Linked DNA regions of Sus scrofa: region 2 is linked to region 1. Evidence: chromatin contacts called from public HiChIP or PLAC-seq data. All regions are on one chromosome and are shown on one strand. Each heading gives the region's core, a stretch centred on a gene start, on an enhancer-like site or on the middle of the called end of the contact. The rest is flanking DNA. Distances are from core to core; before and after follow the strand shown. Region 1 overlaps RERE (arginine-glutamic acid dipeptide repeats protein). Region 2 overlaps RERE (arginine-glutamic acid dipeptide repeats protein).

Evidence for each region. HiChIP or PLAC-seq counts read pairs in DNA pulled down with a chosen protein or histone mark.
Region 2: an H3K27ac HiChIP or PLAC-seq map of skeletal muscle shows a contact between it and region 1. The contact joins two enhancer-like sites. A contact is called at or near these places in 9 of 47 Hi-C or Micro-C datasets (brain, heart right ventricle, liver and 3 more) and 2 of 2 datasets of contacts at active chromatin or transcription factors (alveolar macrophages and skeletal muscle).

What each region holds. Positions count from the first base shown.
Region 1 is chr6:69,006,825-69,014,476 of Sscrofa11.1, forward strand. RERE (arginine-glutamic acid dipeptide repeats protein) reads right to left here. Exons shown (of 24, transcript XM_021095277.1): 12 at 3,791-3,871. Among named protein-coding and RNA genes, the nearest start is that of SLC45A1, 77 kb to the left of the region's middle. Within about 2 kb of position 4,442, at least 58 of the 83 cell types and tissues checked have an H3K27ac peak or open chromatin away from gene starts, as enhancers often do. A contact at or near this core is called in alveolar macrophages, skeletal muscle and subcutaneous adipose tissue, where this site is marked.
Region 2 is chr6:69,083,942-69,091,593 of Sscrofa11.1, forward strand. The region is part of intron 7 of RERE (arginine-glutamic acid dipeptide repeats protein); the gene reads right to left. Among named protein-coding and RNA genes, the nearest start is that of SLC45A1, 150 kb to the left of the region's middle. Within about 2 kb of position 5,115, at least 23 of the 83 cell types and tissues checked have an H3K27ac peak or open chromatin away from gene starts, as enhancers often do. A contact at or near this core is called in alveolar macrophages, skeletal muscle and subcutaneous adipose tissue, where this site is marked.

The sequences.
Region 1 (7,652 bases), core at 3,192-5,691:
TTTCACTACTAATTAAACCTGTACCATATTTTACTACTAATTAATCTTACACCTTATAAGCATATTGAAGGAGGGAATGAGTTCCAGAGAAAGGGAGGATGGGAAGAAAGAGAAGCAACTACTGGATACTTGCACAACTGTGACACAGAACAATCTGACTTGCAGTTACTCTCTTGGGTACCATGAGGTTAACGTGTAATACCCGCTCAACTAAGCCTCTATAAACAGTTGGTTTTCCACAATCGCAGCCACGATTCCCACTTCAGTGGGCAGCAGTGTTCAGAGAAAAGCCGGATTTAGCTTCTGAGTAATAAACACCAGAAACCAAAAGAGCTGGGCAAGCCGTCCATGTCCATGCCCACCAGGAAGCCGTCTGCAATGGGCTGGAAGGGATGGAATTCTCCTCAACGCAGCTTCAGGACAGAGGAATCACATCCTTTAAACCAGGGGGTGCCTTTCCATCTGCTCTGCTTTTCAATTAAAGGGTTTTCTGCAAGATAGATTAATGAAACACAGGCAATTTCTTTTTATATAGGCTCACTATGTTTACAAGAGGGAAATAATTCTGTACTTTGCATAGCACTTGGCTACTTCACATCGAATTGGGGGCAGACAAGAAGGACAATCATTTTCAAGTGTTTTCACGCACCCCCCCCCCTTTTTTTTTTTGCTATTTAGGGCCGCACCCGAGGCATATATGGAGGTTCCCAGCTAGGGTCCAATCACACCTACCACTGCCGGCCTACGCCACACCAACGGCAGATCCGAGCTGCGGCTGTGACCTACACCAGAGCGCAACGTGGCAACGCTGGATCCCTAACCCACTGAGCCAGGCAAGATTGAACCCGAAACCTCATGGTTCCTAGTCGGATTCGTTTCCGCTGCACCATGACGGAAACTCCCCCTTTTTTTCATGCCCTCTTTTATAGATGCTATCTCACTGAGAGTCTCAAAAGAATTCTAAGGTGTAGGAGGATCAGCCCATTTTACAGACATGACATTAAAGGACAGAGGGGATGAATAATCTGCTTAGGAGCCCATAGCAGGGAAGTGGCAGAGGAGGCGAGAACCATCCCTTTGGTCTCAGGCACAGCGACAGCCAAAGATGCGCTAACATCTGATAAAGAGAGCAACCCCTACACAATTCTCACGCAAAGACACTACTCGCAAGAAAATAACGTCCCAGACCTGGTCAGGGTTTCACCTGAGCTTGCCAAGGAACAGCTCAAAGCAGACTGTCCCGTTAAGAGAGATCAGCAAGTGCTATAGTTGCTGGTAAGGCCGAGAATAGAACAGAGGTCAGCTGACCCGATGCCCAGGCCCAATCAGGCGTGTTCTTTTGGATGCTGACACCCTTCTGAAGTTTCACGTCAGTTGAGAATAGCAAAGAAATGAGTTAATAATTCTGGTAAATAGAAGAGAATGTGGAAAGTATCTAGATTAGACGGTTTGCTATATTTAAAAGAAAAGGCATGACCCTACGAAGACTTCTACCAAGGAAGTTTTGAACCAAGAACAGTAGTACCTGCAAATTTTCTCAGCTTCAGCAGCAAAAATGAAAAATAACCTTTGCCCTCCCCTCCCTATGAGTTGTGAATGATTAGCTTTGCCACGTTGATAACGAAGAAAATATGAGTGCCTCTCCCAGCTGCCTGGAATACTGAGATTTATCCTACCACAATCTCAGGAGGGGAGCTGTGTGGCTGGGAGACAGGAGAGGGCAGAAGTGAAGGGGTAGGGTCTCAGGAGAGAGGCGTCCGTTAGAGACCAGAGAACCTGTGCAAAAGGCTGGCTTGCTGAGAACTCTGCAGGAAAGAAAAAGCTACTTCTGGAGTCAGACGCCATCAGTAAGAATGAGGTACAACCAAGAGCAAGAGGAGAAACAGCTAAGACCTCTACTTAGGTTAAAGGTCATTCCAATCCCTTTCCACAAGGGAGATAAAATGCAAATTGTCTGGCATTTCCAAGTGGTATTGGTGTCCACTCTTAATCTTGCTATTGAAACAGAAGATAAACTAAATGTTGAGGGATACCTTGTATCAAATTCTTCATGGTTTGCAACTTTTAGTCCAGCACAGGGAGAGAGCGCAAGAAAAGCAGAACTGAGAAGCGATGCTCTCTGGCCCTCACGTCAGCTCAAATCTACTCAAAGATCTCTCTCACTTTCACCAAAATTCCTATACTTGGGCAAAGGCTTCTTTATTTATTTATTTTTGTATTTTTGCTTTTTCTAGGGCCACTCCCGCGGCATATGGAGGTTCCCAGGCGAGGGGTCTAATCGGAGCTGTAGCCGCCAGCCTACGCCAGAGCCACAGCAACGCAACGCAGGATCCCGAACCGCGTCTGGGACCTACACCACAGCTCATGGCAACGCCGGATCCTTAACCCACTGAGCCAGGCCAGGGATTAAACCCGCAACCTCAGGGTTCCTAGTCGGATTCGTTAACCACTGCTCCACAATGGGAACTCCAAGGCTTTTTTAGTTTTTACTTCAAATAACTGAATACCTCTTCCTAATTGGTTCTGGAAAGAGCGAAAAAATAAGTTAAGTATTTCAGTTTAATGTCTACAAACAGCTTTTTAAAAAAAAATCATCAAAATGAACTCATTTCAGCATATTTAGATGTATAATAACTATTAAAAGTTTAATTATAATGAATTAATGCAAACCACCAATTTATACGAGGCTGTATCTGAAATCTTGGAATCTTTCTTCTCTATTATGAGGTCTGTTTATAAGATACTGTACACAAAAACAATCCAGAAACAGTTTTTTGGTTTTTTTTTTAAATGAAGAATCAAAATTGGAGAAGAGGAAATCAATAAATAATACCCAACTAGGAAACCAAAAACCACATTGGGCCACCAGGTTTTATCAAGGGTATTTTTCTTGGATGGTCTCCTCTCAGAGACGGGAATCGGGGAAGCAACTCAGAGTCCAGCCACATGCCTCCCACCCCCAGGTCCTGAAGCACACTTCCACTTCCGCCACAGACACCGCTAAGCGGCTGACCCTACTCCAGCACCAGGCGCCCCCATTCCTGGGCCTACAGCCACAAGGAGACTCTCCCACCCCCCTCCAATGCCACCTGGAGGAAATTACAGTAAATTCAGCTAAGACAGAATGAATCTCCTGCTAGCATTCTCATCACATAACTTCACCCCAAGTTTCCTTAGCAAACCCAAGTTTAGCAATAGCTTTCATCAGAGCTGAGAATCAGCTCTGAGAAATACCAAAGCAATTTTTAAAAGTCTTATTTTAAGCAATGCATAGGAACCCTTGCGTATCTGTCTACTGAAAAGTGCAAAGTAGTTAAAACTACTCTTCAGAACGTTAAATAAAAAGTCTCCAGAGAATTCAAACTATACTGGAGCGCAAACCCCTTAGCTCCACTGTTTGTTGATGACTTTTGTCAATAACCAAATCCAAGCTAATGATAAATGATACTTCCTATTTCAGCCACCATATTTAAAATTAGATGCTAACTCCCTAACACTCCCAACTCCCCTCCTCCCATTAACCCCCTGCTGCCAAAGACTTTTCTGCCGAGAAATCCACTCTCTTAGGGGTGAGGAGTGGGGGTGGGCTAAGCATAACCTGTCACTTCACTATCTAGAATCAGGAGCAAAATCTAAAAGTGAAGCAAGGAAAATGAGTTGGATCCTAGAGGCCAGCCTGAGTCTGAGCACAACGCAGGGTTAAAGGAAACCATTTCATAAGATCAAGGGCGAGAAGCAGCGGGAGCAAAGAGGAAAAAAATCAAGTTACATAAAGTCCAATTGTACTTACTGTTTCCTTATTGGGAAGCAGCTCCTTTCTAATTCTGAAGAAGTTCTTGCCGTACTGCCTGAGCCCCTTAACGAAGCGTTTCTGTGATAAAAAGACACAACAAACGGGATGTAAAAACCAAAAACAAAACAGGATGTCAGCAAAGCAAAGATATCTGCAATCAGCAGAATAACAACCACGAAAAAGTCTGAGCTGGGGAATAGAGGCTGGGGAAATATTTCCGCAGCAGCTGGGACCCCCGCCCGGGCAGGCCCTCGTCCCGCACACCAGCCAGGCTCGGGAGGAGAGCATCCGCCGCCGAAGGCAGAAGCAGTCGGTGCCCTCGGTGCCTCCGCTCCGGGCATCGGTCGCCGAAGGTTATGAACAACGAATACGCTCCGCGTTTCAAGAAAACCGCACAGCTGGTTTTCCATCTGAGAACGAGGCTTCCCAGGGTGTCGAGCCGTAGGAGCAAACAGCACCAAACCTGGAGACTTCTCTCCAGAAGGGCACCCTAGAGGATTAATGGCCCCTTGGTCAAGGGGCGGAATTCACCCGGAAGGCACGGGCCGCGCGGAAGCCCACGGGAGCCGGGCGCCCGGCCTGCGGCTCCGCCGTCACTAAAAGCCCCTCCGAGGCGAGACTGCGGAGACGAGCCGGCAGCACCCTTCCCTCCGCCCGCGCCCTCCCCAGCCCGTTTCCGTGACGCTCCGCAGACTTTCACTTTGTCCCCTTCCTCCCGGGCTGCCCCTCCCGCCGCGGCGGGGCCACTCCCGGTTCCCCCGGCCCCCACCTCGGGGCCCGAAGCCGGGGCCCGCGCGGCCCACCCCGGCAGCCACAGGTACGCCGGGCCGCCGCGGGCCGCACTCGGGGCGCAGGCCGGCCAGTCGTTCGGCTCGGGCTCGGGCTCCACAAAGCGCAGGGCGGCGGCGGCGGCGGTGGCGGCGGCAGCCGGGCGGCTCGGCGTGTGACCGCGGCGGGGCCGCGCGGCGCGGGGCGCGGGGGGCGCGGGGCTGGGGCCGCCACCGCCGCCACCGCCGCCGCCGCCGCCGCCGGGGGAGGAGGCGCGAGCGGCGCGCAGAGCCCGGCGCGGCCGCGGGCGGCTGCAAAAGGCGGCCTGGATCGCCGCGCCGCCCGCCGGCCCGGCTCCGGCCCCCGCCCCGCCGCCCGGCGGCCCCGCGGCCCCAGCCCCCGGGAGCCCGGCGCCGGTACCTCGGGTTCCTCCTTCCGAACAGCGGGAGGCGGCCCGGGCGGCCGAGCACGGAAACTTCCTCCCACGGCGGCGGGCGCGAGCAGAGGGCGCCCGCGGGGCGGGGGCGGGGGCCCAGCCGGCGCTCGGGGCCCGTCCCAGGCCGCTCGGTCTCCGGGCCTCCCACTGCGAGCGAGGGCAGAGTCAGCAGCGCACGCCCGCCGCCCCCGCCGCCCCCGGGCAGCAAAGTAGGGGGCTGGCCCGGACGACCCCCGCGGTCCCTTCCGGCCCCGGATCGTGGGCGGCCGCTCCGCCCGGCCCAGGCATTAGCCGGCACCTCGCAGGGCGCCGTTTCACAACTAAATCACCGCGGAAGCTTCCCAGCCAATAAATCACCTGCCCACCGGGAGGAGAGTCCCTCCCACTCCCCGTGTTTGAGACCAGCCGGGCAAATTCAGCCAAGAGCCAGACTTGGCCTGCGAGACCGATCTGCAACCTCCTACTCCATTCCTGGAGGCTCTGCATTTTCTGATTTCACCCCTTTCTAAGATATGACTCATCATTGTCAGTTTTCAATATACTTCGTATAGTTAGTTCAAAAGGAAAAATCCGTCAAGGCGCAAGAGAGAAGCAAGCTGTGCTTCTCCGCTGAGGAAGAGTGACCGCTGACACTTGCAGAAGTACCGCCGTTCCTACGCTCGGCAGCATCGTGGGCCATGTGCGGAGCATCTCCACTGGGGGAATGGGGACGGATGAGACTGCCCTGCCCTCAGGGAGCGGTCCTGGCAAGCAGGTAACAGATCAATCTCTAGGCAGAGGAACAAAGGGGTAGGTGGGGCCAGGAGGAGGAAGCTACTTGCTCTGCTACTGTCTTAGAGGAAGTGACAAGGAAGAGCATGAACCGGACAGGTGGGCTCCAGCAGGGCTCCAAGCCCACGAGTCAGCCAGGAAGGGCACACAGAACATTCTGGGAATTGCAAGAAGAACAGGGTGTGCAGAGTGGAGTGCCAGCAGATAAGACTGAAGAGGCAGGAGCGGATCAGGTTGCAGCGAGCCTTTCAGGCCAGGCTGAAGAGTTCTGGTCCCAACTGTAGGCTAGCAGAGAAGACAGGGACTGCCCCGGGGCAGTGTGGCCCTCCGCGTACCTTAGGGTCAGACTGGCTGCAAGGCAGCTAAAGAGGCTGGTGAGAGAACCCAGCATTGGGATGAGGAGGACCTGAACTCACTCTCAGCCTTCAGCATTACTGCTTTGTAATCCACTCCTTAAGAATTTAAGTATTTAAGGAGCATCTAACACTACGGAGGAAATTTTAAATAATAACAAAAAAAGGTTAGCCATGGACCTTTATTAAAACTGATTCATTTTTAGCAGGTAAGATAAATGCAGTATTAGGGAACAACCTGCAGTTCCCGTCGTGGCTCCGTGGTAAATGAACCATCCATGAGGATGCAGGTTTGATCTCTGGTCTCACCCAGTGGGTTAAGGATCCAGCGTTGCTGTGACCTGTGGTGTAGGTCGCAGACGCAGCTTGGGTCCTGAGTTGCTGTGGCTGTGCTGTAGGCCAGTGGCTACAGCTCTGATTCGACCCCTGGTCTGGGAAGCTCCATGTGCCAAGGGTGCGGCCTTAAAAAAAAGGGAGAACAATCTGAGAGTTTAGTCAGCCAAGCCTAAAGTAGCAAAGGGCAGCTCACCAGAGCCAAGAGGAGGGATGGCCTGTAGTTGTCCAAAACGCCTTCTCCAAGGCCAGATCACGCAGTGCAGACCACATTCACAGATGTGGAGGGGGAGGGGGTGGAGGATGGGGAGCGGGTTATGGGACAGGGAGGTCTACACAAAGCCGAAGTGGGCACTCAGGTGATGGGATGGCAGGACTCTGCCATCCGACCAGGGGCTGGCACAATGAGGGTCTGAGAGGCTGAATCTGGAATAGCAGGATGACACGGAGTTTGGCAAACTTGAGCTCAAATCCTGATTCTTCCACCTGTTATAATCCTTTGAACAGCATCCATTCAATAGTTACTAAGTACCTACTAATGCCAAGAGCCTCACAGCCTAGAGTGGGGGTGCTATTATTATCTCCATTTTATGGGCAAGGAAGCTGAGACACAGATGGTTAAGTAAGCAGACCAAGATCACCCAGCTCCTCAGAGGTAAAGGCAGAATTCAGACCCAGGCTCCGAACTCCATGCCATGCACTAAGACCACACGCTCCATAAAGTGGAGGTAAGAGTCCACAGGGACCACCACTGCCGGTCATGGTACCATCATCTGTGACTCGACCTTTTCCGTTTGACCCCCAAGTCAAATCACCAAGTCCTCAGTATTCTTCCTGAGAAAGGTCCTTCAGTGCCTTGCTTTCCTGTCCACTCCCGCGCTGGTCCCAGGCCAAGCCTCTATCCATCCTTCCCATCAGCCAACCTACTAAGCCATCTCCCCCGTGCAACCATTTACAAGCCTCTGCCAAGGAATGTCTCACAACCACAGATTTCAACATGAGTCGTCCAAGGTCTTGCTCCCAGGCCCTACCTACGAATAGCTCTTTGACCTCTTTGGGGTGGTGTTTAACCCCTTAGCCCCAAATTCAAGGCTCACCAGGATCCTGTCCCTGCCTACCCTTCCAGTGAGACGTCCAGCAATGCCAGCTGGGCCATGGCACAATCTCTGTCTCAACTCCAGACTCTGGGGTACCTCTA
Region 2 (7,652 bases), core at 3,865-6,364, 78 kb after region 1:
TTCCTCCCCTGCCCCCCATGAGTCTCTTCAATGGTCCCCTTTCACCTGCAGCAGTGGCGACACTGCAGTGACTAATCTGGACTTAGCCGACCTCCCGGCTCTGGGACTGCAAGCTCTCGGAGGGAGTTGAGGAATGCGGGTTTCATTCACTTCTTCTAGCCCCCGGAACCTGAGACTGTTCTGAGACCTGAGACCAGATGCCTGTCTGGCATCACTTCTCCTTGAGGACAAACTGAAAATCCCTTGGTTACAGGAATATTTCCGGCCTACTATGATGTAAAACGTGACAAAAATCACCAGGAATTATTCTTTAAAGGGAGTAGCTACTCTCTGCAGAAAACACACTTAATCATCATATGCTGAGTACTACATTTTTTCCTTTTATGTACAACAATTCTCAAACTTTTTGGACCCCTTTACACTCAAGTTATTGAGTATCTCAAAAAAGTTGTATCTTAGAGGAATTTCAAAATATTTCCTTAATTTTAATCTCAACAGACTTATGACAAAATAAAACATATTCTTATAAAAAATAATTGAATTTAAACAAAAAAACCCAGTAAAAACAGAGGTATAGTTTTACATTTTTGCAAATCACCCTAATATCTGACTCAGTAGAAGGGAGGTGGATTCTCATAGCTGTTTCTACAGTCAATCTGTTGCAATATGTTCTTCCAGCTTAAATATATGGGAAAAAAATCTATGAGTTCCCTTGTGGTGCATGAGGTTAAGGATCTGATGCTGTCACTGCTGTGGCTTGGGTTTGAATCCTGGCCCCAGAACTTCAGCACGAGCAGAAAAAATAAGTTGAAAAAAATCTGGCCTCACACAAACATACAACTGGGGAAACAAAGACTATGTGAATAGTCTTTTTGATAATTACAGATATTCTTTTTGATATGACATCAAAACTCAACCGGTGATTCTTCTTTGTACAATGTGAATCTTAAAACCTTATCAACGATCTTTAGGAATCTTTTACATTAAAATCTATCTTTGGGAGTTCCCGTTGTGGCGCAGTGGTTAACAAATCCGACTAGGAACCAGGAGGTTGCAGGTTCCATTCCTGGCCTTGCTCAGTGGGTTAAGGATCCAGCGTTGCCGTGAGCTGTGGTGTAGGTTGCAGATGCAGCTCCAATCCCTTGTTGCTGTGGCTGTGGTGTAGGCCAGTGGTTACAGCTCTGATTAGACCCCTAGCCTGGGAACCTTATATGCCATGGGAGTGGCCCTAGAAAAGGCAAAAAGACAAAAATAAATAAATAAATAAAAATAAAATAAAATCTATCTTTGAATCCATCTTCAACTGATTTTGTCACTCATTGGCTAGATGGAAAATATTAGTTCACTAAGTTTTGCAGATCTTCCAAATGTTAGCATATTTGGAACATAAATGTTACAACATACACAGTATTTCTTAAAAATAACATTCATTAGTATCACCACACATCTCAAAGGAAAAGCCTATAAGCACAGAGAAGCTGTAAAGCTCAAAGCAGTAGGTACAAGTTCTTCAAAATTCTAACTATTACTTGAAAGCCCTAATTTTTGCATCAGCTGTTTTCCTTAGAATGGCAGGCTCACTTCCTTCATTTTCAAGAAAATATCTGCCAATTACCCAAACGAGTGAGCACAGTTTGTCAGTTATTCTTTCCAATAAAAAATGGTGCTCTATGAAAGAAGTGGCTCTTTGAGCCTCTGACTCAACTCACGTGTGTCTCTGGTCTGCACCAGCAGCCTTTCATCCGGCTTCCCACCTCATCACATGGACTATGGCAAAGACTGGCGCTCAAGGGCTGCGATTTGATCAAATTAACAATGGGGCCTGTAAACCAGCCTTGGGAAGCACTGGATAGCATACATTCTGAACTCCAGAAAATACTGGAAGCCAACTATAATGATTTGGTTGTTTGCTGTTTTCTATTACTTGTCCTTCTGTCTACATTCACTCCTTCCTCAGTCCAGCCCCCCAACATGAAACATGAGAACCTTACACTTTGTTCAGGAAAAGAGACACTGACACGCGTACCCTCTTCAGAAGTATGACACTTTACACAGAGAAGGGCCCTAAGGAAAGGACAGGCACTGACGGCGCCCATATTAATGGAAGGCAAAGTCTGGAGCCACTTTTGGAAGTCCCTGGGACCAGGAGTAACTTGGGGGCTGCTGTCCAGTAAAGGTTAACTGGAGCAAATTTTTAAAAACACATTGGAGGTTACAGTTCCCTTGCGGCACAGCGGGGTAAGATCTGGCATTGTCATGCTGTGGCTCAGGTCTGATCCCTGGCCAAGGAACTTCCACATGCCAAAAAATATTCATATATTTTGGAGGTTAAAATTCAAAAGGCCTTTACTCTAGAAAATGCCAGGGTAATCCTTCAATTACTAGCAAGACCTAACTTTCTATCTGCTCTACAGGTGCTCTATAGTATTATCTCATTTCCATGTATTAATTCATTTAATTCTTTTTCTTTCTTTTCTTTTTCTCCCACTTTTTAGGGCTGCACCCGCAGCATATGGGGATTCCCAGGCTAGGGGTCTAATCGGAGCTCTAGCTGCCGGCCTACACCAGAGCCACAGCACCGCCAGATGCGAGCTGCATCTGTGACCTGCACCACAGCTCACGGCAATGCCGGATCCTTAACCCACTGAGCAAGAACAGGGATCAAACCTGCATCCTCATGGAGGATAGTCAGATTCGTTAACCACTGAGCCATGACAGGAACCCCTTAATTCATATTTTTATACTAATGAAAGCGCTAGTAATGTTAGTCAGAGAAATTCAGATTTTATTCTATCTTATGTTTAAAACAACATAGCTACTAACAAAGTTTCTGCTTGCTGTACAGCACTGCTTCATTAACAAGGTACGTTTGGGCAAAAGCAGGGTGGCCATCCATTAAAGAAGGAAAATCCAGACCAAGGACAGTGTAAATCCCAGTAAAGTCAGATAGAGGATATTATACATGTAATAAGCAACCAAAGATGGAAGTCGTATCTCAGGACAATGCAAGACACCCCTATGCACACCTCTGCCTCGGGGTTTTCACGTATGCACGTGGTCTTAAACTCAGTCATCTTATACCTGCATGACAAACACAAAACAGTGCTACTAGTTATCACCTGCTAAGCACTCTCTACGCCGAGCATCCATTATTTCATTATTCCCATGACACCTCTATGAGGCAGTATCTCCATTAATAGATAATAATAGCAGTAGTAATTACAGCATCAATAACGAAACAAATGTGTACACTGAACATTTACCAAGTACCAGGCATTCTGAGCTAAGCAAATTCCATATATCTTCTTATCTAACCTTAAGGATGACCCTGTAAGGTAGGTAGGTGCTATTATTACCTGTCCAGACAGGAAACCAAAGCGAAGAGAGTTTATGAAATTGTCCAAGATCACATAGCTGACAGGTGGGAAAAACTAGAATTCAAACTCTAGTTGACTCCAAAGTCAGAGCTCCCACCCACACTCCCATAGAACACAGTGATTAAGTTACTAAACCAAAATCACACAACTAATTACAAACAGAACCACTACCAGAAGCCATATCCTTTTCCCTAAGTCAGTTCTGTGTTCACATCAAGCACCAAAAGCAGACAAAATAATCAAAAAGTTACTTTCTTAAGTTTGAAAAGCATGTTAACAGAGAAAACCTATCAAAGTTAAAGGCTGATTTAATCAACATCAAAATGACAAAATTATATGGAATTCCCGCTGCGGCTCTGCTGGTTAAGAACCCAACTAGTATCCATGAGGATGCAGGTTCCACCCCTGGCCTCACTCAGTGGGTTAAGGATCTGGTGCTGCCGCGAGCAATGGTGTAGGTTGCGGATGGGGCTCAGATCCCGAGTTGCTGTGGCTCTGGTGTAGGCCAGCAGCTGCAGCTCCAATTCAATCCCTAGCCCAGGAGCTTCCATATTTCCTGAAGGTGTGGCCATAAAATGGGGGGAGACCAACTTATCGAGTTGGAGAACAAATTACTGGTTGCCAAGCATTCAGAACAGCAGGGGAAGAGAGAAGGGAGTGGCATATTTGTGATTATGGAACAGATAATCTGCGATTATGGAACACAAAGCTACACTTGTAAAACGGCAAAGAACTATAGATACAATGAACTCACGTCCCAAGTTCAGGGTTTGGGAGATTTTTTTAGGCCACACCCATGGCATGTGGAAGTTCCCAGGGCAGGAACTGAACCTGAGCCCCACAGCGACCTGAGTGGCAACAGCAGATCCTTAACTGGCCATGTCACGAGAGAGAACTCCTCCAAGTCCAGCTTCTGATGCTACTAATCAATTTACCTATTGGGGAGCGTGAGCAAAAGATGCACCAGAGCACTGAATCAATGAAAAGTTGCTCAAAGTCAAAGATGAGGTTAGTTCACAGACTAGAGATAAGAAAGCAAGCCAGACATGAGAAAAGTCAAATAAAACACAAATAGATTCCCTCAAAATATACCGCCCACAGCTGCACAAGTAACTGAAGAAAGAATGTCACAGTTAATGAGCAATGCGATTCAAGGAATTAACTCAAGTCACATATTTTTTTTCTATTTGCTAGGGATGTCTCTTGCTGGGTCATCTTTTTTGAGACATCCTTAGCTGGGAATCATTTAAAAAAAAAAAAAAAAAAAGACCCCATCTTTACTAGCAAGGAGGTAGAATTTCTCTGGCAGTTAATGTAAATAATGAATATTTTTTTCAAAACAGCTGAATTTAATTCCCATTATTCTGCAAATATTTGCTTCGGAATACGAAAAAATAGTCCCAGAAGCCAAATTACAACAATAATGGTAAGTCATTGTGTTTATTCCTTGAGTTAAAAAAAAAAAAAAATAGAGAGAATTTCATTGTATATGAAATCTGATACAAAAGAAACCGATGTAATAAAGCAGTATCCATGGCAACTACAACTTAATATTTCAGTCCTCTTCAGCTGCAGTGGATTAAATAAAATGACAAGATGTTCCCTTTGAAAAGTAACCTGTTACCATGGAAACGTTTTCGTCTAAGAAGTAAACAGGGAATGGACAGAAAGGAGCTGGAAGCCTGCAACTGAATATCAAAAAGGGAGAAGCATCTATGCAAAGGAGACAAGGAGGCAGCTGGCCAGACGCCGCAGGCTCCTTGGGAAGAGCTTGTGGGCTGGAAGCAGGAGCCTGCCCAGACCAAACCACTCCTTCACCTGGAAGAGGGGGCAGTGTGTGGGTGGCAAGGGTCTGTGGACGCTCGCTCAGGGCACCCAATATTTCTGTACGGTCATGGTGACTGCTTAGGACAAGGACTTGGCTCTACAGGGGAAGGAGAAGGACAAGAACATGGGGTCACAAACTGGCAGAACAGAGGCCGTTCACAGTCAGCTGACTTGACCGCTTCCCATCACAACGCACGGCCAGAAGGTAACGGCAGAGCAGGCGGTGGCCAGCCCCAGAAGGCTGGCGCCGGTAAGTGTGCAGTCAGACCTCTGCTCTGTGGCCAGCGTCATGTGAGAATGAAATCACAGAGCGATCCGTCTTTATCTGTTCTTCAGATCTCAAGGCTCAGACAGTAGCTCGCCCATATCTTTTCTATAGGGCGTCAAGTTGAGCGGCAAGACTGACATGAAACCAACAGAAAGAAGACTCTAGAAGCTCTACTTTCTAGCTCATTCAGAAAAAGACCATAGAAATAGACTGTGGGTCCAGGATGAAATTCACCAAATTTTAGGAAAATCAAAAGGCGAGAGTACAGCAGAAATTAACACAACCTTGAAAATCCATTATACATCCATAAAACGCATTTTTTAAAAAGGGGATTTACCAGAATCACTTCTTTTTCAAGGGTAGTGGGCAGGAGTGAAAAGGAGAGACTGGTAGGAAGGAAGCCCAGAATGGTGTGCTGAGTTCTCAAATTTCTCCAGCAGGAAGACCTGTTTCTAAAGCTTTCTTTTCAACAAATTTGAAACTGGCTCCTTCCTTCCTCCCTCCCTCTCTTTTTCTTCTTTCTAGGGCCACACCCAAGGCATATGGAGGTTCCCAGGCTAGGGGTCTAATGGGAGCTGCAGCTGCGGGCCCACACCACAGCCACGATAACTCGGGATCTGAGCCCTGACAACACCAGATCCTCCACCGAGTGAGTTCAGGGATCAAACCCACATCCTCATGGATACCAGTCAGGTTCGTAACCCGCTGAGCCACAATGGGAACCCCCCTTCCTGCCTTTATGGTTGCATTTGCAGCATACGCAAGTTCCCAGCCAAGGTGAACAGAGCTGCAGCAGAGGCCTACATGACAGCCACAGCAACACGAGATCTGAGCCCCATCTGTGGACTCTGCTATGCAACGCCAGACCCTTCACCCACCGAGTGAGGCCAGGAATCAAACCTGCATCCTCAAAGAAACAACATTGGGGCCTTAGTCCTCTGAGCCACAATCAGAACTCCAAAATGTCTTAAGTCTGATACAGCTTCTCAAAAATCCATATAGGAGTTCCCGTCATGGCTCAGCAGAAACGAATCCAACTAGTAACCATGAGGTGGTGGGTTCGATCCCTGGCCTCACTCAGTGGGTTTAGGATCCAGCGTTGCTGTGAGCTTCGGCTCCGATCATCCATTGCTGTGGCTGTGGCAGTGGGCCTGCAGCTGTAGCTCTGATTAGACCCCTGGCCAGGGAACCTCCATGTGCCCAAGTGCAGTCCTAAAAAGCAAATAAATAAATCCATATATATTTTGTTTTGGCCTCACCCACAGCATGCCGAAGTTCCTGGGCCAGGGATCAAACCCGTGCCACAGCTGCGAGCTGCACGACAGCAGCAGCAATGCCGGATTCTCAACCTGCTGCACCCCAGAGGAACATCTAAATTCTGTTCCACTACATGTTCCCATTCACTGTTGGAAAGAAAAACATTTCCCTAAATTGGAGTAAAATCCCAGTTTTGTCTATAGCCAGGCTGTCCCAGGATGCAGCCACCCGCCAGTGGGAGCGCGGAGCTGTTACACACACTGGAGTCTAGATGCCCACGTGCAGAGTCCAATGAGCCCAGATTAAAATTTTAGTCCAAGACTCTGTGGGCTCTCAGTGTGATGCTGAGGACACAACTCAGTCTCTCTGAGCACATCTACAAAATCAAGTTTGTAACAGCGACTCTATGGAACTGCGGTAAAAATAAAAGGCGACCCATGGAAAGAAGGCAGAGGGCCTGCTGCACAGGAGTCATTCCTATTATTAGCGCGAAGCCCTGGCAGGCCTGAGGATAGGAGATAACCCCGCTGTTATGAGTCCCCAAAGTACCACCCAGCTCTCCTTCAGCCTCTTGCCACGGTCATGATTTAACAGTTCATTTCCGTGCTGAGACCGCAAGCACCATGTGGGCAGGCGTCGCATCTGACCGTAGCTTACCACTATAGGCCAGAGCCCATGGGCACTCGCCACATAGATTCTAAATGAATAAACGACTACGATATTGTAACTCAACTATGCCTAGCCACAAATAGCAAAGAAGTGACTCACTGCAAGATTAAGTCAAATCCCCTGTGACAGAAGGCCAGCCCCTTCAAGCAAGGTTGACCTGAAGCAGGCCTGATAAATGGCCCAGGGGGAACAAAATTCGGTATTTGTTCAAAGGAAAAGACCATCAGCGCTGGAAGAGTTAATGTTCCAAATTC